Regions from separate parts of the Pan troglodytes genome. Here region 2 is linked to region 1. Evidence: chromatin contacts called from public Hi-C data. All regions are on one chromosome and are shown on one strand. The core of a region is the stretch at or near the end of the contact, and the rest is flanking DNA. Distances in the headings are between cores, read along the strand shown. Region 1 has its middle 89 kb from the start of CYRIA. Region 2 overlaps CYRIA (CYFIP related Rac1 interactor A).

Region 1 (3,639 bases), core at 508-3,007:
TGGCAGGCCAACTCTCTCTTCCAAGGCCAGAAACTGTATCCCGGAATAATCTTCCCTGTGTAGTCCCATATCCCCATTCAATGAGCAATGCACACCACAGCCAGAGGCCCTGACAGACTCTGGGACCAACCTTATTAATGGCAGGCCTGAGAAAACACCCAGAAATGATATCTACTATTTATAGAGTAATTACATAGTGCCTGCCATTGTTATGAGATTTTTTTCATATATTATTTAACTGTAATAACGGTCCAATGCAGCAGATACTCTTAGCCCCATTTTTCGGATAAAGAAAGTGAAGCAAAGACACGCTGAATGAATAAGTTGTCCAAAGCCACACTGCTACGAAGTGGTAGAGCGAGTTTTTGCATCTCAACAGTCTGTTCTGGATCTTGACTTTGTACTGCTGTCTCTCTGAATATTGGACTTACTTTCCAGTGAAGTAAAAAGACATATAAACAGTTGATTCGAAAGCAAGGTGGTAGGCCCAGCGATGGAGGCATGAAGATGTTAACGCAAGGAGTCGGATGAAGGACACCTTCCTTAACTTGGTGGGTGAGAAAAGACTTTCTGCAGGAGCTGAGGGATTACATCAGGAGTTCCTAAGCATTAGTGCGCATGCGAACCACTTAAGGTATACATAAGATCATGCCACTCTCCGCCTACGCCTACTGATGACCTCCCATTGCAAGCAGCATACAAACCCAACTAGTCCTTCCAGATCCAGCCTTCCCTGTCTTTTCTGATCCCATCATCTTCGACTTCTGTCTTGCCCGCTAGCTGGCTATCTCTCCAGCCTTCTCTGTGTCTTGGACCTGCCAACCTCATTCCAGTCTTGGGTCCTTTGCACTTACTGTTCTTCTTGTTTGGAGTGCTCTCCCCTCATAATAACCACCTTCTCCCTGTCCTCCACAGCTAAGCCCTCTTCAGACCAGCCTCCCATTCCCTCTAGCTGACATAGCTCCGTTCCAAGCCATTCTTTATCACAGTGCCCTATTTATCATCTTCAAAGCCCTCGTTAGTACCTGAAATTATCCATCCATCATTTCTGCATCTATCTGTCTGTCTGTGTGTTTGTCACTTGTCTCTCCCCACTAGACTGTAAGCTGCTGGGGGCAAGGCTGTGTCTGTGCACACCATATCCCAGAGTCAACTTCAGTCCCTCTGTCAGTATCGGGTAGATTGCCTGGGAGCTTCCGAAGGAGGATTTCCAACTGCTCAGGGAAAACTTCCTGGAGGAAGGAAGACTGGTGTCGGGACCAAGTGATATGAATTTAGGAAAGAGAAGATGTATATGGCAGCGGGGGGTTGGCCTTCTTTTTCGTCTAAAGCAGCAATTCAAATTAAAAAATAAAATAAAATAAAGGACGGACATCACCGTGAGGTGCTCTGAAGTGCTAGAATGGAGGAGTATCAGACAAGGAGCCCAGAAACCTGTGTTATTGCCCCACCTCTTCAACTAATTTATTGAAAGACCTTAGGTAACCTCTGTCCCCTCTGGACTGCAGTTTGCCCATCTGAGAAATGAATGGTTGGGATCGTATTGGTCTCTAAACCACCCTTCAGCGCTCAGATTCCAGAAGGATACATTTTGACCATCCTTGTCCAATCACTGCCTCTAGCCAGGGACACACACTCAGCTCTGTCACCATGGAACAGATGTGTCAGCGGCAGCAGGAATTGTTTAATCTGAGCCTCCACCTGGTCCCTCCAGTTTGCTCTAGGCTTCCTCGCCCTAGAATGTGGTTATTAACTCCGAGTGACCACCAGGTGGCGCCGTTCCCCAAGGCACTGTGTATCCTCCAGAAGGTCATTTGAATGCCCTTGGAGCTTGATGACACGCAAATAACCCAGACCGATGTTCAGTAAATATGTTGGGGTGCTAGCTCTCAGGGGATGAGAAGGCATTGCTACATAACCAGATGTAGAGAAAACTGAAACGTGGGAAAAGCTGAGAAGAGCAGCCTCCTCTCCGAGTTTATACAGCCAGACCTGAGGGGGTGGAAGGGGTGGGGACTGCGTTTCTCCGTGGGTGCTCATTCCTGCCCTGTGGTCCCCACGTCCCCACCCGGGCCCCTTGACCCCACCGTCACCTCGTGAAGTTTCTTTCCACAGCTGTGAACTCGAGGCCACGAGGATTTTGCAATCTTCATTTTTGGAGAAAACACAAGGCAGTTGTTGCTCTGACCCAGGGGCTCTGGCCTGCGGGCCCTGCAGCTGTCTCTACAAGAGGCACATGGAGGCAGGGGCTGGAGAGAGGAATGAGCAGGGACCATCGCACTCGAGATTTGTTCTCGCTCTCTGACAAATTCAACAAACATCCACTTAACCCTTCATCTGTGCCAGGTGTCCTGTGCCTCAGGCAGAGCTGATGCCGCCTTCCAGAATTCTCTGACCAGCAGGCAGACAGATAGGTCCATAAAAAGGGGTGACAGGGCTCTACAGGTGACAGGACAGTCTAAGGAGGGTCCACCGAGGCTGGAGTGGCTCAACCTAATTCCCACAGAGACTCGGGCCGGTCAGGAAGACTCATATAACAACTGACACGTGAGCCAAGCATTGCAGGAGGACACTAGGAGGATGAGGGCTCTATCCATGTAGGAGGGCAGTGGGAAAAAGGCATGGCCATGAGAGAGTCGGGGTTTGGAGGGGCTGAACATGTATTGGGGTAGCTGGGACTTAGATTTTAAAAGAAGAGTTAGATACCACAGAGGCAGGGAGGAGCCGGGGAGGTAGGAAGCACATAGACCCGGTGTATGGAGTGGTCCGTAGCTCTGCATTATCCCAGAGCAATGATAGTTATCTGGTCATCATAGGGCTTTCAGCTGGAGAAGGAAGGGATCAAACAGCTTAGGAGAGTGGCATGGCTGCACCCTGATGCAGAGATGGGTTGGGAGGCTGCATGGGATCAGACCAGAGCCAGACTCACAGGTAGGAGCTTTGCCGAAAGTCGATGCAGCCTGACTTAGGGCCGTGGCCACAGGATAGAAAGGAGGCAGCAAATGAGGATCACCGCCTGGCAACAATATCAACAGAGGAAAAATAAGCCCCATTGGTGGTGACACTTATTTTTTTCGTAAATCCACAGGAGAGAAATCCTCAAGATGTAATTTATGTGTAAATCAGTTTGTATTTTCACTGGCTAACAGTGGAGGATATTTGAAGATCTTGTCTTCCTATTTCTTTGTTCACTGATTTTTTTCTGTTGAAATTGTTTGAAAATCCCATGTTTAATATGACTCGGGATTGTCCCATCTTCAGCTGTTTGCATAGTGTCATTTCCTATTTCTCAGGAGTAGCTGGCTTCAACGAAGCATCCAAAACAAACAGATGAGATGAAGCCAGAATCAAAAGGCCGAAAAAAATGTGATTATGAAGCAGTGTGGGTCGTGGGACCAGTTTCCCTTCACAGTTGTTTTTACTTACTGTTTGCATCAATTCTCCAAGCGGTGTAGATCGCCCCCTCTCCCCACCCACACTCACTCTAACCAGAGACACAGCTCGGACTCAGGGAGACAAGCCAGCCGCTGGACACTTAAGAAGGGCTCCTTCCAAGTCCCATCACTCTGCATCTGCTGGATCCATCTGGGCCCTGAACTCTTTACAAGACCATTGCACAGGCCACAGCGGCTCCTCCAA
Region 2 (3,639 bases), core at 612-3,111, 140 kb after region 1:
ATGTGGATGCAGAGGATGGAATGTGTTCTCTGCCCAGGAAAGTCAGAGAAGGCTCCAAAAGGAGCCATATGATTTGGGCATTGAAGGATGAGTAGGAGTTGCGAGCTGGAAGAGAGATGCTCAGGTACAGAACTGCACTCTATAAATAAGGGCCAACATTCATTTCTCTGTCATGGGTGAGGAGGAAATAGCCAGCCTGCTCATCATGCTCAGATAATGCCTCAACTCTGCTTTTCAAAAATCCATTAGTGGCCACCTCCTCATCCTCCCACTTTGTTCCCAACAGCGACTAAAAAGAAGCAAATTGACTAATTTGAATTGATCTTTTCTCTGACCCTATGGAGGTGTTAGTGAGCAGAATAGGGTAAGGGGACCAAGAAAAGAAGTAGAAAGGAGGAGGAATTCATCTTCATCATCCAGAAACACTGATTTAACAGCATGGATTACACCATAGCTCTCTGGTGGTAAAATGCAGCTTTACAGAGACCTGAGTCTGCTTCTTCTAAGTGAAAACTGTATTTCCCCTGCTACCTTCCCTTTGGAACTCTTGGGGTGGAACTCTTGGGGTGGAATATGTATATGTGTGTGTATATATATATCTATATATGCACACACACACACACAGGGTTTTATGTACGTGTGTATGTACATATGCATGTACCTACGTGTGTGTATATATGGGTATATATGTGTGTATGTATATATGTGTACATTATGTAGAATTTATTCTAGAACCTAGCTCAGAGCATGGTGCAGTTGACCTCCCATCACCCCTGCTGGCTGCAAGATGAATGGATGGGCTAGACTTAATCTTTCACCTGCACACCTCCCCAGTTGTGCCAAGATCTCTGCACTTCATGGTACTGGATGTTCACAAGCTCCAGGAGGTAGCCTGGGACCAGGTACAGAAGATGAGACTGAAGCTCAGGGAGGAAATGGCTTGGCCAAAGCCCACAGCTGTGAGGACATCAGGATCCAAACTCTGGTCTAATTGTCCCCTCTTTCACTGTTCATGCTGTGTATCACCCTCTCCGCAAGCCGATGGGGCTTCAGGCAGACCAAGGAGGAAATTATGAAACTAAGCATTGTGTTTGGACTTGAATCTCACCTGGACTCCAAAATGCAGGACCGGGCAAGCAGTGAGGTCAGAGCAGCATATGTCTAGAAGCCCTCGGAAAGCTACATCTTTCCCTTCGGGTGTCCGCTCACATGCTTTCAGGGATGGGGAACTCACCACCTTACAAGGAAGCTGGTTCTACTTCTAGAGACCGGGCAGCCATCCCTCCTTACAGAGTCATCTCTAAACCTAACCATGCCTCAGTTCTAGTTGGCATAAACATCTCAACAGCGAGGGGCTTTGGGGTGGGTGCTTTGCTCTGATGGAGTCTTTTGGAGACAAGGGCAGCTCTGTCACATGCTCTTTACCAAAATGCATTTAGAATCACTTGCCCTCCTTACAGCCAGGGCTCTCTGGTTTCTTGTTCTTAGGGGCCCTATTTGTTCTTCCTAATGGGCTGGGCTGGGGACAGACATATGACCTGGGGCTCTTCTCTTCTTCCTCTAAGGAGAAGTAGACCTCAACAAGTGCTTTCTCTGACCCCATTCTCTCCAAAACCCTGGCTGCACCCAGGGGGGAGTGAGCATTCCCTTTTATATCAGGAGAAATTCAAAAGGACTGTTTAAAAAGAGAAAGAGAGAAGATGCTGGGAAGAGGGAGTGAAGAGAGAAAGGGGCAGTGTTCTTTTTAGAGGCAGCATCCTCTTGCCCTGCTCCTGCACTGAGGCAGTTTCGAGCACACTCTCATCCTGGCCTGGGCTCTGTAGTCCTCCATGTCCTCAGAATCCACACCAAAGACTACCTCCCCAAGGAAGCCTGACTTGATAGCCCAGCTGGAAAGAGTTCCTTTCTCCTTCAAAACCCCACAGTGCTGCCCCTCTGTGGCACTTTCTTGGTACAACAAGGATGCAGATTTAAAAATAAATAAAGAGGGAGAGAGGGAGAAAACCAAAAAGTGACCATGATATCTGGGGTAACTTGGATTCTAATCCAAACTGCCACTGAGTCACCAGTTAACCTTGGTCAGCCCTCCTCCCTTCATCGTAACTATGAGGGAATTGGGCTTGATCATGCAGCCTCTTCCATCTCTGAACTTGTCTTTAAGATACCCAACTCCCAAAAGAGTCCTTGAGGGCTGTTGAATCCCACATGGCCTGGCAGGACCCTGGTGTGGAGTTTGCACTTAAATCACCACCAACAGGAAGCCCCGCTGGAGGGAGGTAAATTACCTCTCATCTCTTCATAGCAGGCAAGGCCTCTGTCGGCCCTCAACAGACAACAGCTGATCTGGCTCACAGAGTGAAAGGGGCTCAGCGTGTACCCTACCCTCCTGGCTGCAGGCCTTAATGAGGCAGCTACCAGCCCTGTGCTGAGAGCTCTGGCGCAGCTACAATGTTCAGTCCTCTCTCCTTCTTCCAACCCTGTCTTTGTTCCTGCTTTGGGTTGGAATCTAGGAGAACCGGCTTGGCAGGGGGTTTTGGCCTAGGCCTGATGGCAAGCCTGCCTTTCTCTGTTTGGAGCTGTAAGCTGGCAGCACACTGGCCCCAGGATGGAGACTGCACTGACCCGGTAGTAGGCAGAGTCCGGGGGTTGGGGCCAGGTGCACACTGGCAGAGGAGTTATGAAGAATCGTGACTGCTGAAACCAACTTGGCCAGTGTTTCCTCTAAGGACCCCACTTGGTCATCGGTGCTCCTCTTAGGACCTCCTTTCTCATACCTCAGCTCTTTCCTGTCTCCAGACCCAAAGGCTTGACTATGCTGCAAATCAAGGAAGAAGGGGAACAGCCATCTATCAATTGTCTTCAGTTGCTGTAATGTGTAATACAAGGAGCCTAGAAACTTGATGACATTTGCAGAGGCATACATAGCTAGTTTCAGGACCCCCATAAAACAAATACTGTATATGTGAGTGGGCTTCAGGTAAGATTTGCTTTAACTGTGGTCTTGATATAATCCTTTGTAGTGCTGCGGTTAAGAGCCCAGGCTCTGGAGCCAGATGCTCTTGGGCAAGTTTTCAAACCTCTTCACAGGACAGTTTCCTCATCTCTAAAATGAGAAGACTAATAGCACCAACCTTGTAAGGGTTCTGGGATCACTACCTGAGTTAATACAGGCAAGCATTTGGAAAAGTGCCTGGGGCACTGTAAGGACTCTGTGATTGTTAGCAATTTTTATTTTGACTTAAAGCCTCGGTTGAATTTTCTATTAGAAGCAAGCGTCTGCAGTACAACGTAGGTTCAAACACTTGCTGACCATTTATGAAGCATCTCCTGGATGATTGAGTTGCAAAGCCGAGGCCAGCATCCTGACAGATATCAGGATGAACACCCGGCAGACATCCCTAGTGTGTGACACCATCTGTGCCCTTCAGACAACCAAGGAAAGGTCTTAGGAGTCCAGAGGCAGGAAGGTCCTCTGAGCGAGGAGTCCTCTCAGAGGGAGTGAGAGGCCTGGAGTCAGTGTGGAAGCAGGAGCCCGGGGGAGCCAGGGAAGGCTGGAGAGTTGACAAAGGGTGACGTAGGGAAGGATGTCATTGTGAATGGGATAGTGGGAAACCAGCCAAGGGGAGAGAGGAATTGTTC

Evidence for each region. A called contact is a pair of places that touch in the nucleus more often than the background predicts.
Region 2: a Hi-C map of induced pluripotent stem cells shows a contact between it and region 1, with 5 times the contacts expected there. The contact joins two enhancer-like sites. A contact is called at or near these places in 5 of 7 Hi-C or Micro-C datasets (blood, induced pluripotent stem cells, a lymphoblastoid cell line and 1 more) and 1 of 1 other capture datasets (stem cell-derived neural stem cells).

The regions. Positions count from the first base shown.
Region 1 is chr12:106,125,619-106,129,257 of NHGRI_mPanTro3-v2.0_pri, forward strand. No RefSeq gene overlaps it. Among named protein-coding and RNA genes, the nearest start is that of CYRIA, 89 kb to the right of the region's middle. Within about 2 kb of position 1,758, at least 7 of the 24 cell types and tissues checked have an H3K27ac peak or open chromatin away from gene starts, as enhancers often do. A contact at or near this core is called in induced pluripotent stem cells, where this site is marked.
Region 2 is chr12:106,262,495-106,266,133 of NHGRI_mPanTro3-v2.0_pri, forward strand. The region is part of intron 2 of CYRIA (CYFIP related Rac1 interactor A); the gene reads left to right. Among named protein-coding and RNA genes, the nearest start is that of CYRIA, 48 kb to the left of the region's middle. Within about 2 kb of position 1,862, at least 7 of the 24 cell types and tissues checked have an H3K27ac peak or open chromatin away from gene starts, as enhancers often do. A contact at or near this core is called in induced pluripotent stem cells, where this site is marked.